Regions from separate parts of the Muntiacus reevesi genome. Here region 1 is linked to region 2. Evidence: chromatin contacts called from public Hi-C data. All regions are on one chromosome and are shown on one strand. Each heading gives the region's core, a stretch centred on a gene start, on an enhancer-like site or on the middle of the called end of the contact. The rest is flanking DNA. Distances are from core to core; before and after follow the strand shown. Region 1 holds the start of ATP5MK (ATP synthase membrane subunit k). Region 2 holds the start of CNNM2 (cyclin and CBS domain divalent metal cation transport mediator 2).

Evidence for each region. A called contact is a pair of places that touch in the nucleus more often than the background predicts.
Region 1: a contact with region 2 is called in a Hi-C map of muscle, with 7 times the contacts expected there. The contact joins the promoter of ATP5MK here to the promoter of CNNM2 in region 2. A contact is called at or near these places in 2 of 3 Hi-C or Micro-C datasets (blood and muscle).

The regions. Positions count from the first base shown.
Region 1 is chr2:146,478,129-146,483,457 of mMunRee1.1, forward strand. ATP5MK (ATP synthase membrane subunit k) reads right to left here and starts at 3,676. Exons shown (of 4, transcript XM_065923251.1): 1 at 3,547-3,676; 2 at 157-252; 3 at 1-69. The coding sequence starts at 243. PDCD11 (programmed cell death 11) reads left to right here and starts at 3,790. Exons shown (of 36, transcript XM_065923254.1): 1 at 3,790-3,887.
Region 2 is chr2:146,063,388-146,068,719 of mMunRee1.1, forward strand. It overlaps CNNM2 (cyclin and CBS domain divalent metal cation transport mediator 2), which reads left to right and starts at 2,841. Exons shown (of 7, transcript XM_065923238.1): 1 at 2,841-4,614. The coding sequence starts at 2,994.

The sequences.
Region 1 (5,329 bases), core at 2,426-4,925, 420 kb after region 2:
AGTTTTTTTAGACCTTAACTTGAAGTATAAGACTATCAAAGCAATACTTCCATATGTGGCCAGCACACACTAAAAAAGAAAGGAAAAAGCAAACAAGAGTTGTCACATCTATATTATTCCAAAACATAACTACTTAAAGGTATCATTAATACTTACATTCATTCTCCCTGTGAGAGTGTAAGAGTTGAAATATTTTTTGATACCAGTGAAATGGAACTGGGCATCAGCTTCTGGACCTGCCATGATTTCAATCTTTTAAAAGAAGAAAGAAGGCAACAAATTGGTTTGGATGCTATTTAAAAGAAAAAAAAATTTTTTTTTTAAATTAAAGTCATATAAGTATTATAAATTGCATATACATATTGCATATAAACATTGTAAATTTTAAGTATGCCTCACCCAACAAATCAGTAGCAAAATGGTGGAAAAAACACTGCTAAGAATTTGGAAGGAGGACTTTTGTCTTGGTCGCTATCACACAACATTCCAGAATGTACATCAAATAACACACAGAACACAGTAGTCTCTAACTCCATCTTCTGACCCAAAATAGGATGATGTTTTCATTCCTGGCTCTATCTATATATCATAGCACACTGTACATGGAATTCCATCAGTTTTAAGACTAGTTGAAAGTTAGAGCTTGTGACACTTTTCAAAGTCTCTCAGAGGGTTAACAACCAAAACAACTAACTGAATAGCTCACCTTGCAACACCACTTTTTAGAGTTTTTCCTATAAATAATTTAGGACCTCCATGGGAAGGAGGAGACAGGATTATTTATTACCAAATGGAATTAATACACACTAACTATTGGTGGTGGAGGGGAAGCTAAAATCCTTACTCCTTACACCAAAAATAGATGAAAACATGTAAAGGTAAAAAGTGAAACCAAAATATCTGAAGAATACATGGGCAAACATTTTAATCATCTTAAGGAAGGGAAAATACAAAGGTGGCTGAAGAAACACAGATAACCTCATGATCAGTGAAGGAAATATGAAATGAGACAAGTATTTAACCATCAGACTGCAAAGATAAATTTATCGTAATAAGCAGCAGTAGTGGGAATGTGGGAAAATAAGCAGTCTCTGCTGCCTGGAGGGAGTGTAAACTGGAGTGAGTACAACCTTCCTAAAATGCAATTCTGTAATATCTACTGAATTATGACAGGGTATAGTTTATCCTTTTATCTAGTTGGTTCAATTTGTTCACCAGGAATTTATCCTTATATAGAAACATTATAAAGTGGAAACATGTAGTATGGTTCAAGGATGGTAACTGAAATACAGTTTATGGAAATAACTACAAGTGCATTTACAGGAAACTGATAAATGATGTTCCCATGGGAGGAAACAATGCATGGAGATCTTTAAATACAGACATGAAAAGATGTTCCCTTGCAATATTAAAAGTTCCTATTTCTGGGCATTATAGAGCATATCAAAGGTTCTCAAAGTTTGGTCCCTACACTGTCAGCATCCATGGAAACTTATTGGAAATGCAAATTCTTAGGCCTTTTGAATCAGAAACTCTGGGGCCCAGCAATCTGTTTTAATATGCAGTCTAGGTGATTCCGATGTATGTTAAAGTTTGAAAAACATTGCAGTAACAGAAAACCAAACTCTTATTAGTAATTATATAGGGGGAAAAAACCCTTGAATATACAGCAGGCTTGAAAAGAGGATTACATCTATAGAGCCTATGTATTTCACAAAGGCATGTATTTCTTTTATAAAGGCACATCAAAGGTCACCAGAGCAACACTCGAAAACTCGTCTGTATGACCGCCTATCTACCACGACCGACGCCACGCCGAGTCGATTGGCAATATAGACGAGCCGGTCGAGGTCCGGTCGAGATTGGTAGGCAGTGGCAGTGACTCAGCCGACTCTTGATGATGAGACAGACTCAGGGGAAACCTGTGAGGAAGCTGCTGCTATGGAAACCGGCACTCTACAGTTTTCCATTCAAAGGCCTTCAGGGGCATTCACAAGCATAGAATTGGCAATGAAAACCTTGACAAATGACCTTAATTGTGAACAGTTTCAAGAAGGTTCTTGTAGCAATGGAGGATTCCAAACTTCCTTGGGTCACCTTAGAGGCCTAGGCCAGTCCAGCCCAAGTAGGAAAATCTCCATTAAAAGAAACTTTTATGATATGGCTTTTATAGTAAAGGTTTTAGTAAACTTATTAAAGACATGCTTTCCCATTCATCTTCAGGACTGATTTTTGGATCCTTAATAGTATCAAACAGGTTTCTAGGAAAAATCCTACAGGACTAACTTGTGTCTAACAAACATTTTCCGAAGAATGTGGTATCCAACTGAAACAATCTTAAGGTGCCTTAAATCTCCCTCTATACAATACAGAAGGAAGGCTGATGTCTGCAATATTCCACAGAGGACTAATTCTGACTGTAGGAAGGCACAGTTTACCAGTGGCAATTTAGTCGAGATTCGAAAAACACTGAGATGGAAGGGGAAGTGAGATGCTGCCGCTGAACAACTGCAGCAAACCCAGTAAGCACTTCGGTTAGTATCCTCAGCAAACTTCAGGTAACTTTTGGACAAAGATCAGGAATCCTTGTGTTAAGTGTACTTTGTGGAATAATTAAACCGAAACTTGCTTTCCTTTTGAGTTATATATACATCAGTTTAGAAAGACATGAATGAAAAATACCTAAGATTAAACAGAACCGTACAAATTGTTAAACTGTAGCCTATGGCAAAGTCTAAGCCATGGGTTCTTCGCTTGTTTCTAACTGCGCGGCGAACTACTTTTAAATATAATTAATCTTTACATGCCTCTCTTCACCTGTAAAATGGGCACTTCAGAAAAGGCCAAAAGTGACCCACTACCCTCGCTTTCTGTTTCTCGGTACTGCTGGTCGGTCTGACCGGACACCTACCCGAGATGGTGAGATCTCGCGGGAAAAGAGTCAAACACAAGAGACAGCCGCTCAGGTACCAGAAGCTGCCTCTGGTACAAGGAGTTTATAGCTCTCTGTTCTAGCTACTATTAGTGAAAGGGCTTCCCGCCGACCGAACACAGATAGATATCTAACCCGCTTACCCGGGGCCGGGCCACACTCACTCTCGCCGGACAAAGGCTGCAGCTCAGCTAAAGGAGACCTGGCTGGACAGCTTCCTACGCATAGCTCGGTGGAAACAAACTGCTTTGGGCATACAGTGGAAGAGAGGTTACTAAGACGAGAGCTGGGGTCGTAAGTCCGTTCTGATCCAATAATACGTCACTGAGTGACCTTGGAGGAGCCTCCCTTCCCTGCAGGCCTCCTTTTCTCCACTGGAAAATACATTCTAAGGGCCTTTAGGAGCCTCGCGCCCAGGCTTCCCAATCACTGTCCGAACCCTCACGACCGGCCTTCATTTTCTCTAATTCCTTTTCTATTTACCACCACTCTCCGCCAGCCCCCACCACAGCGAAGGCCTCGCGGTGTGCCTGGACCAGGAGACAGTCTGATTTCAGGCCGGCCCCACAGAGCGGAGGCGCGTGGTCTAAATCCATGTTCCCCTCCACACTCACCTTTCAGGGGGTTCAAACTCCACGGCCTATGTCCTTCACCGTACACCGCTGCCCCTCGACCCCGCCGGAAGACACCACCTCCCCCTCACACGTTAAACGGGCCTGAAGTGTTCGGCCCTCTGCGTTGATTGGCTACCTTTATAAGCCCCGCCCTTCCGTTTCCTGTCTCTAAATCTCCTCCCCCTCCCTGTAGAACTGGATCCAGTATGGTAACGGAAATAGGGCATTGAGCCCGCCCACGGTTCCGGAAGAGCAGCGTTAGCCTGCGGGTGTACCAGTCTCCGCGTGTGTGATTACAGTGGCGCGGCCTCTGAAGTGGAAGTGCTGGCGTCCCGGGGCTGGTGAGTGGGGGCAAAAGCGACAAGGGTGGAAACTTCGTGGTTTCCAGGTCTGTCCCAGGACTAGATGCTTTGGATCCCTGCCATGCACCCGCAGTGCCGGGTGAGTGGTTAGGCCACCGCATTCAACGTCAGAAGCCGGCTCTGCTGGAGTGGTCCCTGTAACGTCAGGTTATGTTCCTAGGAAGTAGCTCGGATCCCTTTGTCGCAGGGTCACTTTACTCTTTGAAGTTTCAGTTTCCCCTTCTGTGAAGTGAAATTAAGGGTCAAATTCCTAGTAAACTAGACCGCATTGCTTTGTCCTGTTTTTTTTTTTTTTTTAACGAAATATAGCCATTCTTTACTCCAACTCCTTCCTAGGCTCCCTCTAGGTCCTCACCTCTTCCACAGTATCAAGCCTTTTTAGATTCCTATTCCCAGGTGTCTCTCAGAACCTCCTCCTGTTCTCACTTAAACCTAGTTCTGGTTCTCGTTATTTCTCTGTTGTAGTGCAGTTGAACCCTACCCGGTATGTACCTTCCTTCAGTTCTATCTCCTTGTGGCGCTAACGGTAAAGAACCCGCCTGCCAATGCAGGAAACAGAAGAGAGGCAGGTTCGATCCCTGGGTTGGGAAGATTCCCTTGAAGGAAGAAATGGCAGCCCATTCCGGATTCTTGCCTGGAGAATCCCATGAACTGAGGAGCATAGCGGGCTACAGTCTGTAGAGTCGCGAAAAGTCGACAGAACCAAAGTGGCTTAGCACGCAGTCGGTTTACCTTCGAAGCTTCAGTCCTGTCTCCTTGTCCAGGCTATAGCCTGCAGTATATATTTGTTTTGGTTACTGTTCTGTCTTTTCCTTTTCTTAAGGATCTAACTTGCCCAAGTAAAAGTTAATTTACTCACACCCAATGAAAGATCTGACACAGAGAGCTCAACCTGTCTTTTAAAATTTAATTCCAATTATTATGCTTTATTCACCTTGTGATCTAGTTGAACAGTTCTTCAAAGAAAGACGAGCAAGCTTGTGAGCAGTTTTAAATATTTTTTAAATTATGTATTATTTGGCTGCACTGAGTCTTTGTTTCTGCAGGCTTTCTCTAGTTGTGGTGAGCAGGGGCTTCTCATTGTGGTGGCTTCTCTTGTTGTGGAGAACAGGCTCTGCAGTGCTGCGGCTTCAGTAGTTGTAGTGCATGGACTTAGTTGTTCATGGGATGTGGAATCTTCCTGGATCCAGGGCTCTAAATGGTGTCCCCTGCATTGCCAGGAGGATCGTTAACCACTAGACCAGCAGGGAAGTCTTTGTGAGCAATTTGACAGATGTATTGGTGCTCAGAATAATTGGTTTCATCTTTTAACATGCAGCTCAAACATGCAGCATCTTTTTAAGGAAGGCTTCCTCCTCTGCTGAAGTCTCATTTTTCTACCTCCTTTTTGATAGCTTATAACCTGATCTGTATTTTAGATT
Region 2 (5,332 bases), core at 1,591-4,090:
TATCCTTAACCTTTGTCATATATTCCCCCAAAGCTCAACATTTCTTCCAAACTTTGATAATGTTATTTTTGTAAATGCATGCCAAGTCTGTGAATCAGGACTTTTAAAAAAAAATCTAAACTTGTTTTTCAGATGTACCAGTATGAGAATTGTGGGTGCGGGAAGCAGCGTCAGAAACTGAAGGGTTGGAAGGACTTTCCTGGTGGTCCAGTGGTTAAAACTGTGCTACCACTGCAGGAGGCCTGGGTTCGATTCCTGGTCAGGGAACTAAGATCCCACATGCCACATAGTTAACCCCCCCAAAACAACAAAAAACACCAAAATGAACCAAACATACCTGATGACCAAGGAACCTTCATCAGTTCAGTATCAGTTCAGTCGCTCAGTTGTGTCTGACTCTTTGCAACCCCACGAACTGCAGCACGCCAGGCTTCCCTGTTCATCACCAACTCCTGGAGTTCATCCAAACTCATGTCCATTGAGTCGGTGATGCCATCCAACCATCTCATCCTCTGTTGTCCCCTTCTCCTCCTGCCCTCAATCTTTCCCAGCATCAGCATCTTTTCAAATGAGTCAGCTCTTCACATCAGGTGGCCAAAGTACTGGTGTTTCAGCATCAGTCCTTCCAATGAACACTCAGGACTGATCTCCTTTAGGATGGACTGATTGGATCTCCTTGCAGTCCAAGGGACTCTCAAGAGTCTTCTCCAACACCACAGTTCAAAAGCATCAATTCTTTGGTGCTCAGCTTTCTTTATAGTCCAACTCTCACATCCATACACGACCACTGGAAAAACCATAGCCTTGACGAGATGGACCTTTGTTAGCAAAGTAATGTCTCTGCTTTTTAATATGCTGTCTAGGTTGGTCATAACTTTCCTTCCAAGGAGTAAGCGTCTTTTAATCTCATGGCTGCAATCACCTTCATAGCAGCTGTGAATGCAGACCTTCAGTTCTCTTCCATATAAGAGAGAAGTCAACTTTATTAAAGAAAGAAAAGAGAGAAAGAGACTGAAGGACCGGAAACTAGAGTTGGGGACATTATTTGGAGCACTCAGAATAAAAATCCTTTCATTTTTAAAAATACAAGTACTGTTTTGAGCATCTATTATTCTTCTAGGCCCTGATGATACAGCAGTGAATAAAACAGACAAAATCGTTGCCCTTAGGAAGCTTAAGTTCTAGTAGGAGACAGATACACACCAAATTAAGGAAAATACAGTAAGGATGGAGAATAGGGAGTGTTTGGTCACTGGTTTATAAAGATGGACTTGAAACAGTCTTGAAGGAGGTAGTCTAGGGTTCTCTGCTGACATCTGGGGGAAAGAGAGTCCCAGGCACAGGCAACAGCAGCATGTATACAGGCTCCCTAAGGGAGCATCCCTAGAGAGAATGAATAACCAGGAGAATCTGGCTGGAGCACCAGATGATAGGGTTATAGAAGAAAGTGGGGCGGGGTGGGGGGGACAGTAGGTCTTTTAGACCCTTGTCAATACTATAGCTGCCAGTGGCTTTTACTGTGATGAGTTGGAAAGCCAGAGTAGGGTTTCACACAAAGAAGGGACAGTGGCTTATTTAACAAAACTACTCTGGCTGGTGGGTTGAGAAGGGAAGGGGACAGGTGTAGAAGACGATAGAACAGTGAGGAGGCCCTTGCAGTTATATCTATTAGAAATTAATAAAAATTTTACAGAAAGGAAAATGTGCTTGCAGCATTAAAAAAACGGAAATAATTATTTTTGGGGGATGTTTAAGTTGCAAGAAAAAAAACCAATTTGGCAACTCTGTTTCCTCCAGATACAGAGTAGGCTTGGGAGTCCAGAGTGGGCTTGGGAGTCCTTGGTCTTCAGAATTTTTTTCTCCTGAGCCACCAATGAACCTAGCAGGGTTTGATCAGTGTGTTTAAGAATGAGACTTTATGGGTCTGCTTAGGATGTCCGCCCCCTCCCATTTCCCAGATTTTCCCGAGTGCCTACTAGGAATAGATTCCTAAGTCCTACCCATCCAGTAAGTATGGAATGGGGCCAGGGAATATATTTTTTTTCAGTAAGAAAGTGAAGGGATTCTTATAACTTGGAAGATGGGGAACTGCCAGAATACCTTTTTGGGTTTGCAGCGTACCTGGAAAGCATTGCAGGGAGCCAATGCTACCGGCAGGTGGCGCTCCCTGACCGTGAGCTGCAGAGGCCGTCTGTCCCTTAGGGATAAGCGAGCGGCTCCAGAGGAGCGCGTAGATGTGGTATTGGGCCCACCGGCCACCGCTCATCCCGAGCGGAGAGGCGCGCAGGAGTAAAGAAAAGGGGCGCATTTTAGGCTGATGTGCGTCTTGGGTCAGGAAAGCGCAGACCTCTGCACGGTCACTGAGCACGCGGGAGCCGGCAGCGTGGCGCGGCGAGAACCGGCCGCCTCGGGGCACAGGACATTGGTCCAGCGTGCCAACCTAGGGACAGGGGTACTACCGAGTCCCCCCCGGGGCGTCAGGCTCGCAGAAGGCCCCTGTGCATTGGCGGCCGGGACGGGGGGCTCCGCCCCTTTTCGTTCGGCTCTCATCTGTGACTGGCTCTTGAGCCGGGGCTGGCCACACCTCCTCCCCTCGCACATACACAAGAGTCACGCGCCTTTCAGTTGGAAACTTGGAGAGCAGAGGAGGACGCTGTCCCTCGTCTCCCCACCCACTTATCTTGCCATTGGCTCGCGGCGCCGCTCACGGCCACGCCCCCATTCCAGCCCCCTGGCTGGGAGGGCGGGCACCTGCTGGTGATTGGCTGGTCGGCCTGACTCTTGCTGCAGCCGCTGGCACTCCCCCCACCCTCTCCCCCCTCCCGCTAGCCTCGAGGTCTCGGTGCTGGCCCAGGCCGAGTCAGTGTCAGTCAGGGAGGCGGGTTGCTGAGCAGTGGGTTCGAACACAGCATTGCAATCTCGCCCCGCGGGCCGATGCCTGCGCTCGCGCCGCCGGCTGAGAAGGATGAAGCCGCAGCTGGAGCAGCCACCCTATGATTGGCTGTGGCTCTTGTGAACCCGAAGTAAAGATGGCGGGCGGGCAGGCAGCCGCCGCACTGCCCTCTTGGAAGATGGCGGCGCGCCGCAGCTTCAGCGCCCGCGGCCGGGGGGTCCTGCAGGCGGCGGCGGGGAGGCTGCTGCCATTGCTACTACTGAGCTGCTGCTGCGGCGCGGGCGGCTGCACGGCGGTGGGCGAGAACGAAGAGACGGTGATCATCGGGTTGCGGCTGGAGGACACGAACGACGTGTCGTTCATGGAAGGGGGGGCGCTGCGGGTGAGCGAGCGGACCCGGGTCAAGCTGCGGGTGTACGGGCAGAACATCAACAACGAGACATGGTCCCGCATTGCTTTCACAGAGCATGAGCGGCAGCGCCACAGCCCCGGCGAGCGCGGGCTGGGTGGACCCGCGCCGCCGGAGCCGGACAGCGGCCCCCAGCGCTGCGGCATCCGCACATCAGATATCATCATCTTGCCCCATATCATTCTCAACCGCCGTACATCGGGCATCATTGAGATAGAGATCAAACCGCTGCGTAAGATGGAGAAGAGCAAGTCCTATTACCTGTGCACGTCGCTCTCCACGCCAGCACTAGGCGCCGGCGGCTCGGGGTCCGCGGGTGGCGCCGTCGGGGGCAAGGGCGGCTCCGGGGTGGCCGGGCTCCCGCCGCCCCCGTGGGCCGAGACCACCTGGATTTATCACGATGGCGAGGACACCAAGATGATCGTGGGGGAGGAAAAGAAGTTCCTGCTGCCCTTCTGGCTGCAGGTGATCTTCATTTCGCTGCTTCTGTGCCTGTCGGGCATGTTCAGCGGCCTCAACCTTGGACTCATGGCCCTAGACCCGATGGAGCTGCGCATCGTGCAGAACTGCGGCACGGAGAAGGAGAAGAATTACGCCAAGCGCATCGAGCCCGTGCGCAGGCAGGGCAACTACCTGCTGTGCTCGCTGCTGCTGGGCAACGTGCTGGTCAACACCACGCTCACCATCCTGCTCGACGACATCGCTGGCTCAGGCCTCGTGGCGGTGGTGGTCTCCACCATCGGCATCGTCATCTTCGGGGAGATCGTGCCCCAGGCCATATGCTCCCGCCACGGCCTGGCGGTGGGAGCCAACACCATCTTCCTCACCAAGTTTTTCATGATGATGACCTTTCCCGCTTCTTACCCGGTCAGCAAGCTGCTGGACTGCGTCCTGGGCCAGGAGATAGGCACCGTCTATAACCGGGAAAAGCTGCTCGAGATGCTCCGGGTCACAGACCCCTACAACGACCTGGTGAAGGAGGAGCTGAATATCATCCAAGGCGCGCTGGAGCTCCGCACCAAGACGGTGGAGGACGTGATGACGCCCCTCCGGGACTGCTTCATGATCGCCGGGGAAGCCATTCTGGACTTCAACACCATGTCGGAGATCATGGAGAGCGGCTACACTCGGATTCCAGTGTTTGAGGGGGAACGCTCCAACATCGTGGACCTCCTCTTCGTCAAAGACTTGGCCTTCGTGGATCCGGATGACTGCACTCCCCTGAAAACCATCACGAAATTTTATAACCACCCCTTGCACTTTGTTTTCAATGACACCAAGTTGGACGCTATGCTGGAAGAATTTAAGAAAGGTGGGAAAATTTTGGTATCCTTTCATTGGCTTGCTCTTTCTCACTCCATCCTCCTCCCTACTTGAGTCCTCTTCCCTCAGACCAACCCCCCAAGGCGAGTTGACCGGAATTTCTCCTCTCTTTTAATTGTAAAGTTGAAAGGGTGGCATGGATTTGGGGGTGGATTGAACTAGTAAGCGCTTCTAGGTTCTTTGAAACAAGACTGCCCTGGCTTGCTTCCCCCTCTATCATAAAGCAGGCTTCCTATTTTCTGCGCATGGTACTCTTACCCCCTGCACTCTGGCCTTGAGAGATCTGCTGCATTCATTGCGGGATTCTGAGTGGGTAGATGAAAAAAGAGACCCGCTGATGCCATGCTGTGCCATTTGGTTGCCGTGTACTAATCTCAGGCATTTGGAGAACGTTTAAATGGCTTTTCTGAACCCAGAGCAATGAGTTGATATTTCCGAGACTGGAAGTGCATTTTCAGTTGTTTCGGTTCCTGGTTGTCTGGTGACCTGTGGGAGAGATTAGGGCTGCTTTTGAGAACAGGGTATGGGATAAGCCAGGTATCACTAAAGAAAATCACTCATTTGGTTGACTTGCCTTAGCTGGAAAAGAGGTGTTTTGTTGTTGTTTTTGTTGTTTTTATTTAAAACTAACGCTATTTGTTAACATATAACTTGGGAAAACTAGAGCTAAGGTAACCTTTTATGAGGCTCTATATTGCTTAGCTTTC